Linked DNA regions of Mus musculus: regions 2, 3, 4 and 5 are each linked to region 1. The links are chromatin contacts, called in public Hi-C maps. All regions are on one chromosome and are shown on one strand. Each heading gives the region's core, a stretch centred on a gene start, on an enhancer-like site or on the middle of the called end of the contact. The rest is flanking DNA. Distances are from core to core; before and after follow the strand shown. Region 1 holds the start of Pikfyve (phosphoinositide kinase, FYVE type zinc finger containing). Region 2 holds the start of Wdr12 (WD repeat domain 12). Region 3 holds the start of Maip1 (matrix AAA peptidase interacting protein 1). Region 4 holds the start of Atic (5-aminoimidazole-4-carboxamide ribonucleotide formyltransferase/IMP cyclohydrolase). Region 5 holds the start of D230017M19Rik (RIKEN cDNA D230017M19 gene).

Region 1 (3,012 bases), core at 495-2,994:
TATCCACAACTTTCTTTAACCTTTGGACATGTGAAAGTAAAAAATTATCATGAAAACACACATCACATCAAGTGCAGTCTCTAAAAACATAAATACAACCACATAGACCTAATCTTAATAATTACATGCCACCAGCAACCAAAAAAATTACAACTCTGATTTTTAGCAGCATAATAACTGTTTATACTGTAAAGGATGGCTCTTTCTGAATACATAATTAGAAATATTAACCTACTTATCCAACAACTTCTGCAGTGTTTCTCTGCACTAGTGTGGTATACACAGATTTGAAATGAGTATCTTGGTGAAGCAAATCAGAAAATGAATTCGATATTAAAGTGTAGCTTGACCTATCAGCTCATACGAAAACTGTAGGTGAAATTCAAAACAGCAGTGTAATCATTTTCTAGAGTGTTTTTTTCTTAAGTATAATTCTCAAACTTTTATCTATTAATGCAGGACAGCTGAATACAAGCAATGTTAGCTTCCATCAAGAAAGGCATATTGTTCATTTTGTGACCCATGCACAACAGAAACATTAAAGGAAAACCAGTGTGATCCACGTAACTTTTCCAGAAAGAGGCAAAGGGAGGGGGAGGACTCAGGAAATTAGTGTTGCTTCTCAGAAAAGTCCTGACCTTAGTCACAAGCCTTAACCTAATGAATCGAAGAGAAAGAAACTAAGACTATCTTCCCCCCACCCAACCCCCGCCGCCACCCCGCACGTGTGTCGGTCTCTGTCTCTGTCTATCTCTCTTTCACTCCCCCCCCCCGGGGGGGGGGGAGAGGGAATGGGACAGAGTGGGAGTCCTGGAGAGGCAGAAAGAGACTCAAATAAATGTAAAACAAGACGGTGAGGTTTGCTGGGCGTCTACCTCTACCAACACAAGATGCACCAACTGAAGAAGCAACCCTTCATCATTTAACACATTACGCACTTAAGATACACAGCAATGACCTGCTTTATGCAGAATTGCCATCTTCCCCTGAATGTCCTAAGAACCTACATAGGACAGAAGACCCTAAATTCCTAAATGCATCCATCAAATTTCACTTTCAACCTTTCTTGGGAACCTCTTGGGAAAGGGGAAACGACTTACTCGGAAACAAAGCCTCCTCCTCAAAACAGGACTACGTTAAAGTTAAAAAGGAAAAATAAAAGCCTCAAATGGCAAAAACCAGCATTTAAGCTGGTGGACACACTCAAGCATGGAATGGTTTCTGTGGGTCAGAACTTTCTTTTCCAGAGTAGGCTGCACCCTGAGACTTGAGCTCGCCCGCTCAGAGGAAGGGATGACATGGTCCACCTCCAAAATAAGTTCGAGCATTAGGAAAACAGAGAGGCAAGAGAACTTCCATTGTGTCAAGGAAGCCTCGGCGGGAGATGGCCCAGGAGGCCCGCGGCCGGTCTCGCCACACAGGGCCGCCGGGCGCTCAGAAGCCAGCCGGTTCCCGGCGGGTCTTCCCCGCTCGCCGGCCGAGTCTCGGCCGCAGAGCCCCGGGCCCTCGCCATCCCTCCGGCGGTGCTCCGCGACCCACGCTGGCCTTCCTCCCACTGCGCGCCCTGCCTGCCCATGCCTCGCCGCCTCCCTTACCTTCGCCTCCCGCCCCGGCCCCGCGGGCCTCCCGCCTCCCCGGCCTCCGCCTCACCACTCTCGGCCGGGAAGCCGAGGCCAAGCACAGCGCCGGCTTTCTCAGGCAGCCGGCGGTCGCGCCGAGAAGCCCAGAGGCTTACGCGGTAACTGCGGCTTCTCGCTTCCGCCTACCACCTCAAGGCTCCGCCCAGTACCCCTTCTAACCAATCATCAACCGGCTCCAAGGGCCGGCTCCGCCTACTTTTCTCCGCCCTCTAGACCTTCCGATCAGATGTTCAGGCTGAAAGAATCCAACCCAGAGAGTATCGTTCTAGACCCCCCCCCCCCTCCCCCCAGAGGACTTAACGCTGCCTCAGCCATCCTGAAGGAAGCGGGGAGGACGGTGCATGTGAGCATCACGCGCGCCAGGCATTAGACGCCAGCCAGTCGCTGTTACCGTATGTGTTCAACAACGTGAGCACATATAATTTAGGACCGCTCTCAGAGCTCTCTTGGACCGACTTCTACCTGTGTAGTCCAGAGTGAAGAGGTAGTTAATTAGCTTTCAGGATCCTTTCAGGACTCCGCTAACACCAACTATGTGTCTTTGAACAAATCGCTTGTTTCTCTAGGCCTCACACCTCTGGTGGGTAAAGGAGGGTTAATTATAGCTGCGTTTACTCCCTGTTGTTTTACTGTTGTTGTTTTTGTTGTTAATGTTTTTGGTGGTCTTGTTTGAGGATTAGGTAGAACTGTGCATGAAAGGCAGTTGGCACAGAATCTGACTCAAGTGAGGTTGAATATAGCTTTTTTTAATTCGGGTTTTGTGTTGCAGATAAGAGTTATCAAGCCCTGACTTGCTCAGCTTAGTATTAACATGACCCGTTATTTTTGTCCTGCTAACAGGGCTGTGCCGTTAAAAGTAGAAAACAAGCTAAAACCCGCTTACTGAAAGCGTAGGGCTTTGCAGGGGAGCATTGAAAGGAATCTGAAGGTTGGTGATATTCTGAGAATTCTTTTCTTCTAAAACTTTGGCATTTCCCACCCAGCTTTGGTTTTTTGTTTGTTTGATTTGTTTCAACGTTGGAAATTACCATCAAAACCTGAAGCTAGGGGACGCTGCAACTCCTGGTCACCATCCTTAACTGGCTCTTGGATCTTGTCCTCAGCGTCCTCTGACCGCATTGGTCTTCATTACTACTGTGCCTCTCTCCACTCTCCACTCTAACTGTCATCTATACAAATCAAAACACCGGGCTACCTTGGGTACTATCTATCCTTAACCTAACCACCTCCACCACCAACCACGTCCCTCACACATATCCCTGGGGGCTTGCAATGTCTCTTCAAACAAACCTTTCCCAATAACTCCTTCCTTGGCCCATAAACATACACAAGCATCTTCCCTAAGAAGAAGAAAAAAAAATCTTTTCTTAAA
Region 2 (3,392 bases), core at 850-3,349, 5.1 Mb after region 1:
AACACCAAGAGACTGTTAAGAAAAAGAAATCTTGTTCCAGATAACACTGAGTCTTCATGAGGACCCCAATAAATGAATCCCAGAAGTCTGCAGTTGATATAAGCTAAAATTAAGAGAACCAACACTCTAGCATTAGCTATCTAGGTAACGCCTGCAAGCCATACCAGCTAAGACATGTAAGTGACTATTGAAAAAAGCTCGTCCCAGGTATTCTTAGTCACTTATCTTCCCTTAACTAAATACCTTAGCTAAATAAAAATATATTTTAGTGAATTCAAGATGTGTGCTTTGCAAACTGAACTCTGAGTAATTCCTGTTCTATATCTTCCTAATCATAGTTTTCCACTCGAATTAAGATTTTAAAAATGTACTGTCTTCCAAATGTATTGTTAATCTGTTAAGTCCAAACTAAAGGAAGTTTAAAATGATGTTTTAATTAGTTATATGTTATCAGTAAAAATTCAATAGTTAATTCGTCTGGTAACACTGTTATCAGCAAACCCAATCTGAACAAGGAAATTTTTTTTCCCTGTATTTTGGGCAGAGGTTTTTCTCATTTTATGCCTCCACCTACATCAGTGGTAAAAACTTCTATTGGTAGCTCTTATGAGAAAAATAGTTAACATTTTCTGAGTGCTTCTTATGCGACATTAAATTGTCACAGCTAATCTTAGTGTGGCACAGAGGTTAAGTAACAGGTAGAATCAAATTCAGGCATTCCTGTAATGGGGCATGCAATTCTGTAAAATGAATAAACTGAGAACAGTCATGCTTTTTGGGTCGTTGTCCACTTAACAAATGATTGTTTTCGCCTCCAACTGACTAGATAACTTCTAGTTTTCTACGGATTTAAATTTAATTAGGCGACATATAGAAAACCTCTCACCATATTCACTGGTTCACTCATACCGCTAAGCCAACACATTTTGCAATCCAGTTCTGCCTGACTCTAAATTGCTGTCTCAGAGTAGTGTGTCCCTGTACCCCACCCTACCCCCGGAGGTTTTCAGACGAATGCCTTAAAAAAGTGACTTTGGGATCTTAAGAGTAATAGCCCCCATCTATTCTCCACTCAGGAAAATAACTAGAGTAATAATCGAGACCATTGAGACCGAGACAAGCCTTTGAGTGACATCAAGATTAAAAAAATAATTAATAATTAATAATAATAATAATAATAAAAGAAGCCCGAAAGCAGGGGAGAAGGTGCAGAGGACACTTTTCTAAACGTCAGACTCGGAAAGGAGGGGAGAGGCCCCTCTCGGGCGGGCGCTCCGGCCCAGGACTCGGATGCTCCGTGGCGGTGGTGCGTTCTCGGGCTCCGCACCCTCTGCGGGACAGACACCTCGCCTCCCCCTGCGGCAGCCTGCCTTCTCCCGGCCGCGGGGCCCCTCCCGGGCCCACGGCGAAGGAGCCGCCGTGGAGGCGGACGAGGGCGCAGGGACAGCGCACAGCGGCGTCCGGCGACGGCCGGGGGCGGGGGCCGGCGGTTGCTCCCAGCCCGGGAGGGTCAGGAGGTGACGGGAGGAGGCGGCAGGGGGACGAAGGGAGGTTGGGAGGGAGCGTCCGGTCGCTGGGCACAGACAGCTCTGCCAGGCCTCCGGCTCCCCCAACCCTGCCGCCGCAGCGAGCCCCACAACGCGAGAGGGGAGTCCGCCGTAAGCAGAAGGGAGAAAATTCAAAACGAGACTACTCAACCTCGTCTTGGCTCCGAGGCCGCGCCGTGGAGACCAGCACAATGCGCAGGCGCACCCCTCCTGGAGGCGCAGCGCAGGTCCATCAGATTAGACCCTTCTCAGCCACCGTCGCCCAGTTCCCTTCCGACTCGTTCTCCTTTCCCGAGTTTCCGCTCTGAAGCCAGAGGTAAGAACACATGGTCTCGGCCGAATTTGGCTGTTGGAACAGTGCACACAAGACGAACAGATGGGACCTTTGTCACTCAGAATAAAGAAGCAGGAAGTGTAATATCTGCCCGGAGAAAGGAGTATTAAAAGCAGATATGAGACCCTAAATGCGGTGTGGCAAAATAAATAAAGCCTACAACTCCCAGTGTTCAGAGGGTCTGAAACGCGCTCCCTTCTGGGGTTTGTAGTATCTGAGCGCTGAGTCTAAAGGGTCTGGGTCTAAAGACACGCTTAAAATTTGGCTCAAGCTAGTTATTTTCTTTATTTTCCTAATAGATTACGAATCTAGATAGATAAGAAACAAAAGTCTTAAGGGGACTGGATGCTTTTAGGACTACGCTTGACTAATCGATGTTTCCTAAATCTCGGAATAGGTACTTGATGTGTGCGGGCTGGGCGCTGGTGGAAATCGAACCTCGTGGTATGTTCTGTAGGAACCTGAGGGAGCTAACTGAAGCCTAGCTCCTGCTGCGCTTGCGGCGCAGTCTACCTTAGAGCTGCTTGATTATCAACGCACACATTTTCGTGGAGAAGTCTCGTGTGTATATTCAGCCATGGCACAACTCCAGGCACGTTTCTACAGCGAGAACAAGAAGTAAGTAAGGGTTCCAGCTTCTGTCCCTGTCTTCCAGGAGCCGATCTCGTTTGAAGACTCCTTCGATTTGATCCTTGCTGTTTTGACTGGGGATATACATTAAAGAAGAAACGGACAAGGTTTTAGTAAATCAAAGTTGAAAGAACTTTAATAATTATAATGGCTACAATTAAAAGAATTTATTGCAAATAAGATAAGCTGACTGATAGAAAAAAATAAAAAAGACTTCATTCGCCTTCCCCTTCACGTGCCCCGCACTTCTGCCCTGTCTCATTTGGAAGCGGTGTTCACGTCTTCTTAAATCTCCGTTTTCTACCCACTTTCATGAGCTTTTCATAATTTGACGTGTGTGGAGGACCAGGGCTTCACGTTTGCTTTCTGCATGCTGCACACATCATGTCAGTAATTTGAGAGTTGAACAGGCTTGTCCGTTAACGGTGTCTCGTGGTTTCTGAAAGCACAACTTCATCCCCCCCCCCCCCCCAAACAGACTAGAAACTGGCTATGGAGTTTGTAGAGCTGTTTTTTTAATTAGAATGAAGCCAATTCAGTGTCCGATTTGATTAGGTGTATTTTGTGTGAGTGTGTCCAACTTAGGTTTCTCTTGTTGTGATAAAACACTGACAAAAAGCAATTTGGGGAGGAAAGGGTTACAGTCATCTCAGAGGAGGCCAAGATAGGAGGAACTCCTGGCAGGAACTGAAGCAGAAACCAGAGGTGAGGGGTGGGGGTGGGGGCAAGCTGCATTTGCTCTCCCAATGGCTAGCTAGCTAAGTTTGCTTTTAAAATACAGGGTGGCTCTACTCAGTGGGCTGGTTCCTCCTACATCAGTTATTAGTCCAGAAAATGTTCCCGCAGACTTGCCTGCAGACAACCACTATAAGGGAATTTCC
Region 3 (3,167 bases), core at 484-2,983, 7.8 Mb after region 1:
AATAAACTATGACTTCTACCTTTGTATTAATCAACAGTTTTGAAATGCTAGGGACTGACAACCTAAGAAAATGAAAGGAGATTTAAAAAGTCTTCCTGGAAAGAAAAGCATGTACACACAAACTGTGTCAATGATCTTGAGATTCAAAGTGACCATTGTTAAGGCAACATCACTTGCTATTCAGAAAGGTCACGATGGGCAAAGTCAGAGCTAGGAATCACCAGTGTGCTAGACCTGGACACTAAGTAGACCAGCAGCCTCAGCAAACTCTTATCCTTGACAGAATATATAGGTAGAGAATGCAGAAGGCAATTCAGATCTGTCAAACAGCTGGTAGGAAACTGCCTTTGTACCTGAAATGATATGTTATTACTTTGGCAGTGTTATCTTATTCCTCACCATAACTTACTCCATTCGATTTACTTAACAAATACTTATGAAGTGCCTACTATGTGTGCCAGGCACTGTCTTCTCTAATCTTCTAATTCTGGAAAAATCATACCCAAAGGATTAACTAATTTTAGAGTGGCACTGACAAACAGGCTTTGAACTTAGGCCTTCATCCTAGTTTCTTGAATGAACCCCTCCTCCCTGACGACCATGCGAACACACTTAGAAGCTTATTAAAGTCCTGAAGTGGCCGAAAGATTCAGTGTCTAGGTCACTACCATCGTTGGATACCACGGGTCGCAATGAAGAAACTTCATGGCTAAACACTTGATCACGGAAACGCTGAATGCACGAGGCAGAGAGGTCAGTTAGGGGAGCAAACAAACCTGCTTCGCCCCTTCAGAGAACTCAGCGATACTGAACTCTTTGTCGAAATAGGCCCAAATAAGGAAGGCGTAAATTCGAGTCCGGACCCAGTTGATGGGATTGGAAAATCCCAGAATGATCATTCTGGTTCTCTGGCGTTGCTGGGGCTGCTCCTCGGTGCTGTAGCTGCGGCTGGGACTAGCGGGTAAAGAAGCGAGGGCTGGAGGATGTTCTACCCGGCCGAGAAGGGATCTTCGGGAGCTCCAGGAACGCAACGCAGGGCTTGTCCAGGCCCGAGTGTAGCGAGGGATCGGAGCCGCGCTTGAGCCCAGGCGACGGCGGCACAGGCAGCAAATTTCAGTCAGCGTCAGCCTCACCTCGGTGCTACCGAGAGTCCGGAGTCGGGTGACCGGGCCGGGCAGCGGCCGGGAAAGCAGGGGCAGAGGTAGGAGACGGGCGGCCAGCGCCATGTTTGTGACCTTTCACCTCTGCATGCCTGTGCAGTACTGAAAGCAGGCCGGAGGGAAACCAGCTCGCCGGGGTTGGAGAAGTGGAGCCAAGGCCGCCTCGCTGCCGCCGCCTCGGGTGAGTCCTCTCATTTCGGCTGTGTTAGCCCTCAGCCCAGGCCGAAGCCCTCGGGCTCCCCGCCGTGCGCACTTCGAACCAGCCGCCGCCCTCTGGGGTCAGTCACCTACGCGGACCATTTCTTCCGGAGTAGTGTTTCCAGGGGAAATCACGCGTGGAAGAACTCGTCCAAATTCCCAGGCCTGTGAATTTCACCATGGCTGAGCAGCGTCTTCCGGTACCCCGGCTGCGGGGCGTCTCCCGGGAGCAGTTCATGGAGCATCTTTATCCACAGGTGAGGAGGCCCGCCGCGGAAAGGCAGGGGAGACACCCCGGTACCTTCTGGCGGCCCATCTGCTCTCCTGCAACCCAGAGATTGTTCGGGGGAAGAGAAGGCGCTCTGCTGTCAAGGGAGTGAGCGGAAGGGACCTGTAGCCCTGCTCGGGAATTCAAAGCCCCGGAGAGAAACGGCCCCACATTTTTGGGGAGCAGGATGACCGGAGAAAGCTGGGTGGCACGAAGCTCACTGAGAGGTCGCGCGTGTGGCTTTCTGACCTCACGTGCTCCCTTTCTATGGAGTTTTTCCTAAAGTCTAGTTCAGGATCCCTCGCCCTTCTCTTGCTTGGTCCTAACAGCCCCTGGAGTATTTCGAGATATTAGATTTTTGAAACTCGATATTTCAGTCTAATGAAGGATTGCAACAGGGAAACCAATGGAAATCGTCTCGTAGGTTTCCTCTGGTACAAGTCATTCCTTGATTTAAGCCAGAATCATAATTAAGGATTAAGCCCTTTAGTTTTGTTTTGTTGTTTTGTTTTTTCCGAGACAGGGTTTCACTGTATAGCTCTTGCTGTCCTGGAACTCACTCTGTAGACAAGGCTGGCCTCGAACTCATAAATCCGCCTGCCTCAGCCTCCGAAGTGCTGAGACTAAAGGCGTGCGCCACCACCGCCCGGCTCCCTTTAGTTTTTAAAGAAAGAAGTAGCAGAAAGCAGTTAGATTTAAGAAAAGAAAATAAGTTTGCTCTCAGGACTTTTCAAGAAAGTCCAAGTATCAGAATAACAGAGTAAGGATTCTGGCGATTATTCTAAGGGAAAAAGTCTCTGAAGTATATTAGTGGTAGTAAGATAGGATCTGTAGCTACAGCTACGCTATGCTGCTGGAGCAGCCTGAAGTGTTCCTTTGAGAAGACAGGATTACTGATGACCCTAGAAGAATTTCTAATTGAGTCAATATAAGGCAGAGTTTAAGTTTACTAAGAAGTTGTAGTTCATGTTTCAAGAGAGATGCTTTGGGCTAATACTATAGTTTGATCAGGTAAAACCATGGTTCACTAACATTGCACAAGGAGGTTAAGATGTGTCTTTTTTTACAGGTCAGTGGTGGCACATGCTTTTAATCCCAACATTCAGGAGGCAGAGGCAGGCAGATCTCTGAGTTCCAGGCCAACCTGATCTACAGAGCAAGTCCCAGGACAGCCAGGGCTTCATGGAGAAATCTTGTCTCAAAAACAAACAAAGAAGAAACAAAACCAAAAAAACCCCCAAAATATAAAAAGACAAGTCTTTTACTGCTGGTGGAGCTTTAATCTTGCTCATGAGAATCCTAGAAAATAACTATCTTACAGGAAAGGTGATAAGCCGTACCTGGTCATATGCGTTTTGGCCTTAGACATGATTTGTTACTATTATAATATTCTTACTTATAAAAAGAAATACCTCCATGTAGGCCACCTCCCAGCAAGATTTTTTAATTGTGCTGGAATTATTATTATTATGGAGACAGGGTATCTCTGTGTAGCCCTACTTGCCCTGGTATTCTGATCTGTAGATCAGGCTGTCTCAAGC
Region 4 (2,975 bases), core at 230-2,729, 6.4 Mb before region 1:
AAGATATCCATACTCCAACTCACTCAAGGAGGAAGAGGCAGGAGGATCACAAGTTCAAGGCCAGCCTGGGCAACCTACAGAGACCCTGGCTCTAAGTTTTAAAAGTTTCTGAAGCAAAGCATAAAAAATGAACTAGGGATACAGCTCAGGAGTGGACTGGACATTGGGGTCAGTCTTCCATACCACCAAAAGAATACGAGAAGGCGTAACGGGGCAAGCAAATACTGGGCAGTGGCGTGGAAATATGAATGACCATCTGAGAAACATTTAAACTAGGCGATAGACAATGCAAGAACTCCTCGTACTTCATCGTAAATGCCACAGCAACAATGGCCTACCCATACCAGCTCCACAGTAACTCAACTGCACCTCACAGGAGCCTACTTGTCTGCTGTCCCTGATGCTCCGGACTCCCATAAGTCACAAGAGAATCCACTGAAGACATTTACTAAGTAAAGGCATTCTTGCTGTCTGAAGCTGTCAAATGTACAGGGGTTATGTACTGCTTACACAAACAAGAGTTATGAAGAGGTGAATAATTTACCTCTATAGGGATTCTCCACAAACCAAGAGTTATAATGGCAATGAAAACAGCCAGGGAACTAAGGTCTTTTTCCTTTTCTACCTTCCAGACCTTCAGGGTCATCTCCTGACATCTCTTGTCAAACCCTTCCCACTGTTAGTCAGGAGATGAGTGTGATCGAGCCACTGGTACTTTCTGATGGGTGAGGCTATGAAGAGGGAGATACAGATCTTCAAAGATGTTACAGTCTAACTGTGCAACCAGTCAAAGCCAGGCCATGGAACCTGAACATTCGTGTTTATTCTGCATAACACATGGCCCTCCGAAGTTAATTTGTTTGCAAACAGTGGCTGGGTGCTAGGACTCTAAAACTCAAGGCTCCCTAGTTCTAACCTAACTTCTCCCTGTGTTTTGTCAGTTTTTTGCATGGCTTTCTGGTGAATATGGTCACAACGTTTTTCTCCCTTTAACGCTACCTACTGCCTTACCTGACTGCCAGGCCAGCATCCCTGATCGCTTTTGCCGTGCCTCCGGAAGCGACCAGACTCAAACCAAGAGACGCGAGACTTCTGGCAAATTCCACGAGGCCAGTTTTGTCAGACACACTGAACAGGGCTGAAAGAGAAGGCAGTTCTCATTACTCGCGGCTTCTGGCACCGAGATCTCCCGGGGAGGACTCCTGGGAAGGGGACTCATGCAACTGCAGGCCCAGGGCCCAGCACTGGGGACACCCAGCCTGCAGGCCGGGCCCGGGGCCTCCCCAGCTCGGCCAGCGGCATGAGTGGGTGGCGGGGATGGTGCAGGCAGGACCCCTATGATGCATCGCGAGGGCCTCACCAAGCTGAGACGGAGCCATGCTGCGTTGGGTCGCGGAGTCAAGGGACGGACAGGCCACGTGCGTAGGCAGGCAGGCCGGACCCCGCGGTTCAGGAAGCAGTGGGCAGGGCGTGTCGACCCCACGTGACCCCGAGGTCCCGCCCCTCCTCCAGTGAGCTGCAGCCTAGGGTGGAAGGCGCCGCTGGGCGGGGCGGCTGCTAACTCCGGAGCCTGGGATCTGTAGCCGCGGGCTTCCTCTTTCCGAACCCAGATCTGGGCGTGGGGACTCGCGGTTCGCGCGCATCTGGGGTGCTGCTGCTGAGGTCCCGGGAGGTGGGGCCGCGGCGGCTGGAGCACTGATTGGGGGAAACTAGCGAGAGGACTAAACAGACCCTGTCTGACGATGTCAGAAAGGATTAGAGAAGCCTTCTGCTATGGTCTCCCTTTTACAGGTCTGGGAGACCTACGCATGAAGTCATTGCCTCCACAGTTGAGAGCCCCAAAGAAGTAAAATGACCGTCATTTGAAGTTTTTCATACCACATTATAAAATGGCCTGGAATTTACATCAAGATCACCATGTGTAAAATGCTCTTTTCCTTCAAGCCCAGGTGGCAGGAGTAAAGGTTTCAAGACTTAAGTTATTAAAAATAGGAATAGCAAAATTGAGCTCATCTGCTTCTTTTTAATAAAAGTGACACCTTTGGCACAAAATAAACATATCTTGCTGTATACACAGCCCTATTTTTTTTTTTTTTCCGAGACAGGGTTTCTCTATGTATTCCTGGCTGTCCTGGAACTCACTCTGTAACCAGGCTGGCTTCGAACTCAGAAATCAGCCTGCCTCTGCCTCCCAAGTGCTGGGATTAAAGGCATGTGCCACCACTGCCCGGCTAACAGCCCTATTTTTAACATTAATGTTTAGAATTAATTTTTTGATTATGTTTTCTTTTGTAATGTTCTTTAATACAATTCCAAAAAAGAACTTAAAAATTCTATAAAGGAGCCTAAAATTGTACAATTCTATAGAAAGCTTAGCTTTTTATTTCCAGTCTAGTCTCCCAATCTGTGCAAAGTCCATTTTCCTATTATTTGGATGCTAGTCTGCTTCTTGTCTTTCCTCTCTAATAGTCCAATCTCTTTTTCCTTCTCCAAATATCTATTGATCAAATATCTATCTCATTTTTCTGACCTCAGAACGTGTTAACTCCTTGCTCTGAACACCTCTCATGTTTCTAAGGAAGATATATTAGGATCATGAGAGTGTCTTCAGGATGTGTTCACAACTTTCAATGTACAGAGGTGAACAAGGTTCAGAAAGATCATTGCAAGTTTGGAGCTAGTTTGGTCCACACTTTAAGTCCCATACCTGCCAAAGAAACAGCAAGACCTTGTCTCAAAAATGTTAAACAAACAACAAAAGGTGACAGATATTAGAATAATTAGTTCCACGCATATAAGATTGTAATCAGCCTTTAGTTAGCTACTATAAGAGGGTATGAAATAGTCAAAATTCAGGAAGAACAAGTGAGTGGCTCAGTGGGCAAAGGTGTTTCCAAGAAATATTTCTCTTTATCTTATCTTTAAAATTTTATTTTAAGTATATGGGTGTTTTGCCTGCGTGAAGGTTTGTTTAC
Region 5 (3,390 bases), core at 350-2,849, 7.1 Mb before region 1:
CTTAAACAATCGCCTGAGTTTGGACAAAATGGCAGCACTCTACCCATTCTTCTCAGGACAGTCACTAGAATTTATTTCAGGGGCTGGTGAGATGGCTCAGTGGGTAAAAGCACCCGACTGCTCTTCTGAAGGTCCAGAGTTCAAATCCCAGCAACCACATGGTGGCTCACAACCATCCATAACGAGATCTGACTCCCTCTTCTGGAGTGTCTGAAGTACAGTGTACTTACATATCATAAATAAATAAATCTTAAAAAAAAAAAAAAAAGGACTGACTGCTCTTGCGGGGGTCCTGAGTTCAATTCCCAGCAACCACATGGTGACTCACAACCATCTGTAATGGGATCTGATGCCCTCTTCTGGTGTGTCTGAAGGCAGGTACAGTACTCATATATGTACAATAAATAAATAAATCCTTTTAAAAATAATTTATTTCAGAAGAATCTAGGACTCTGACACAACTTCTGTCAGTGAATCATTATTTATAGGTTACTGTACAAAAATAACATACCTAGAGCGGGTCTTTGCTGTGAAAATCAGCATAGGCATAAACAGTCAACAAAATTTTAGCTTTCAGAAAAATTATGCAAGCCTAAGAGTTTTTAATGCCACCAGACTTACATAACTAGCAAGTGTTTTGTGACAGTAAGCTGAAAATAACTTGTCCATCTTAGTAACCTTACAGCCTCACAGCTCTTTCCAGATCAAAAGCTAGACATTATGTAGAATATTATGCAGCAATGTAGAGTGATGTGCAGTAAAACTAACAGGTTGGTAAGAAATCCACGTTGGCCTAATTTCTAGGTCTCTTATTAAACCAGCATTATTCCCCAGAGGGGAAAAAAAGAGATAAAAACCTTAGAGTCTTTCCCACCTAATCACAGTTATTGACCAGTGGATGGAAAGACTGTGTAAAAAAGTAAAGAAGCGAGCTGCTCTGCCTGAAAAGCCTGGTAGTGGAAATATGAAACCTGAATAATAATAAGAAAAGTAAAGCAATAGAAAAAGATCAACTGGCGGCAAGCAGGCGGACTTCCGAGTTAGAGGCCAGCCTGGTCTATCAAAGAGGGGTTAACGAGACCCGGGTAACTACAAAGTAGAAAAGAAGACAGAAAAAGTAACTGCAGCCTGTATTTACGAGCTATAATAGTCCTAAATGTCTTACATTTAACCAACATTGTTCCCCAGAGGGGTTGCACCGTTCCTGGAGGTACTGCAATACCAGGTCGATGCGTGGAGTGGACGGAGCAAGCTCCTATTCCAACTCCTAGTTCCAAAAATCCATTTAATATATTGTCCTCGGATAGAGGACGTATCAGATATTAAACTGATAAGAACAGATACTACACTTGATCTTAGCCAAAAGGCCGAGAAGCGATACCAAATACAGACCACGCAGCCATGCTCTGCGTCCGTGAGACACATTACCTTTGTGGTGACCGCTCGCAACCCTCACTTCCTGCCTCCCCCGCGGTTCCTTCCTCCTCCGATCCGCGTCTGCGCCCTCCACACCTCACTCCCACTCCAGCACCCACGGCTTCAGATTCAACGTCCACGACCCGGGCTCTCCCGGCGTTCCCGAGCGCGCACGCCGAGTATGATTTGCATGCCCCGCCCCCTCGCGAAGGGCGTGACAACACAAGCCCAAATTAGGCCTGTGCACGTCGCCACGCCCCTCGCGTGGAGGCAGGACGTGCAAATCAGCTCTTCCCCGCGGCCTCCGCGATTCACAGGCCGACTCACAGACTATTGCGGTTTGGAATCCACCGGAAATAGAAAGACCTGAAGGGGGCATGTCCACGGCCAGATGCACTGGATAAACTCTGAGGCAGGACGGTGGCTGAAGGGTGGACCTACTGCTCCTAGTTCGCGTTGTCTTAAGACAATCTTCCCTTGTTGAGAGGCTGGCTCCACAGGGAGTCTAGCAGGCTAGTGATTTTCTGTTAGGTGTTTTCACAATGTTGTCAAGGCAAACCTACTTAGGTAAAAACTGTAGTAAATCTTGACCAAAAAAAAAAAATGTCATATATTGAAATCCTTAATAAATTGTGTGATGTCTTTGAACTTTTCTACAGTTTTCAGGCTAAAAAATACCGATGGTTAACATCAAATGCAATAATAATGCAGGGATCGATGATGTTTGGCACGTGGGAGTGAAGAGTGGACAGTCACTACTCTTATTAGCTCCTTGGTACCCAGAACCTTAGATCATTTTCAGTTTAAGGACAGACATAATCCTGAGAGGAATTTACCCCGAAGAGCTGTAGGCTCTGGGCTGGTTCTGTGCCTCTTTGAGTGTTATAGGGAATAAAGCTGGGTAGGATGCTTTCCAACCACTGCCACTGGAAATTGCAGAATGGAGGACCAGATCAGGCAAAGCCTAAACTATATGAGACCCAGCCTCAAGTAAAAGACAATCTGCCAAATATAAAGGGCAAAATACTAAAAGACCAAACTTCTAAATGTGTTTATGTGTAAGTACTCAATATTGTAGGATTTGGGCTTAGAGTTGCCCCCAAGGCTTTGGGACCTCTTATGCCAAACACAAACACCATCCTGATACATCCTATTACAGAGATTTTGTTGTGTTTTCTTATATTTGTAACTTTAAATCACTTTGTAACCATCAACTACTTAATGGATTGTCATTAGCATTTAAATCCTTTAGGTAAAGGTACCAGTGATGGTTTGAATAAGAATGGCCCCCACAGACTCATATATTTGAATGCTCAGTCACCAGGCAGTGGAATGTTTGAAAGGATTACAAGGGTTAGAAGGTGTGGCCTTGTTGGTGGAAGTGTGTCACTGGGTGTGGTCTTTGAGGTTTCAAAAGCCCATGCCAAGTCCAGAATCTTTTTCTGCCCGTGCTCCAGGAATTCGCTCTCAGCTACTGTTCCAGAGCCTACCAGCATGCTTCCCACCACACCATGATGAGATTGGGCCACATCTCTGAAACTGTAAACCCGCCCCAATGAAATGACTTTTCTTACAAGAGTTGCGGGGCGGTGGTGGCACACGCCTTTAATCCCAGCACTTGGGAGGCAGGTGGATTTCTGAGTTCAAGGCCAGCTTGGTCTACAGAGTGGGTTCCAGGACAGCCAGAGCTACACAGAGAAACCCTGTCTCGAAAATCAAAAAAACAAAACAAAACAACAACAAAAAAGAGTTGCCATGGTCATGATGCAGCAACAGAACAGTCACTAAGATTGTATGCCATTAATTTTTTTTAATCCTCTGCTGGGATTAAAGGAGTGCACCACCACGCCTGGCTGTGCCATTAATTTTTGCTTAATTTTTGTCAGATACCTCAATGAGACCTTGGAGGGCACGGGATACTTACTATTGTAGGGCTAACCTTGCAGAGGTGGGAAACGATTTGAGACCAGATAC

What was found. Hi-C and Micro-C count contacts between places; a contact is called where the count stands out from the background.
Region 2: a contact with region 1 is called in a Hi-C map of uterus, with 18 times the contacts expected there. The contact joins the promoter of Wdr12 here to the promoter of Pikfyve in region 1.
Region 3: a Hi-C map of B cells shows a contact between it and region 1, with 5 read pairs. The contact joins the promoter of Maip1 here to the promoter of Pikfyve in region 1. A contact is called at or near these places in 2 of 484 Hi-C or Micro-C datasets (B cells and CD4 T cells).
Region 4: a Hi-C map of CD8 T cells shows a contact between it and region 1, with 13 times the contacts expected there. The contact joins the promoter of Atic here to the promoter of Pikfyve in region 1. A contact is called at or near these places in 4 of 484 Hi-C or Micro-C datasets (CD4 T cells, CD8 T cells, double positive thymocytes and 1 more).
Region 5: a contact with region 1 is called in a Hi-C map of regulatory T cells, with 6 times the contacts expected there. The contact joins the promoter of D230017M19Rik here to the promoter of Pikfyve in region 1. A contact is called at or near these places in 1 of 39 promoter capture datasets (cranial neural crest) and 2 of 484 Hi-C or Micro-C datasets (CD4 T cells and regulatory T cells).

The regions. Positions count from the first base shown.
Region 1 is chr1:65,185,417-65,188,428 of GRCm38.p6, reverse strand. Pikfyve (phosphoinositide kinase, FYVE type zinc finger containing) reads right to left here and starts at 1,744. Exons shown (of 42, transcript NM_001310624.1): 1 at 1,596-1,744. It also overlaps a transcript of Idh1 not described here.
Region 2 is chr1:60,096,614-60,100,005 of GRCm38.p6, reverse strand. It overlaps Wdr12 (WD repeat domain 12), which reads left to right and starts at 2,099. Exons shown (of 13, transcript NM_021312.5): 1 at 2,099-2,499. The coding sequence starts at 2,459. Carf (calcium response factor) reads right to left here and starts at 1,759. Exons shown (of 16, transcript NM_139150.5): 1 at 1,699-1,759.
Region 3 is chr1:57,404,832-57,407,998 of GRCm38.p6, reverse strand. Maip1 (matrix AAA peptidase interacting protein 1) reads right to left here and starts at 1,733. Exons shown (of 5, transcript NM_001081181.3): 1 at 777-1,733. The coding sequence starts at 1,226. It overlaps Tyw5 (tRNA-yW synthesizing protein 5), which reads left to right and starts at 1,325. Exons shown (of 8, transcript NM_001037742.2): 1 at 1,325-1,615. The coding sequence starts at 1,538.
Region 4 is chr1:71,555,660-71,558,634 of GRCm38.p6, reverse strand. It overlaps Atic (5-aminoimidazole-4-carboxamide ribonucleotide formyltransferase/IMP cyclohydrolase), which reads right to left and starts at 1,479. Exons shown (of 16, transcript NM_026195.3): 1 at 1,361-1,479; 2 at 1,012-1,138. The coding sequence starts at 1,379.
Region 5 is chr1:72,242,202-72,245,591 of GRCm38.p6, reverse strand. D230017M19Rik (RIKEN cDNA D230017M19 gene) reads right to left here and starts at 1,599. Exons shown (of 4, transcript NR_155355.1): 1 at 1,429-1,599. It overlaps Gm24497 (a small nuclear RNA gene), which reads right to left and starts at 1,379; the gene lies at 1,189-1,379.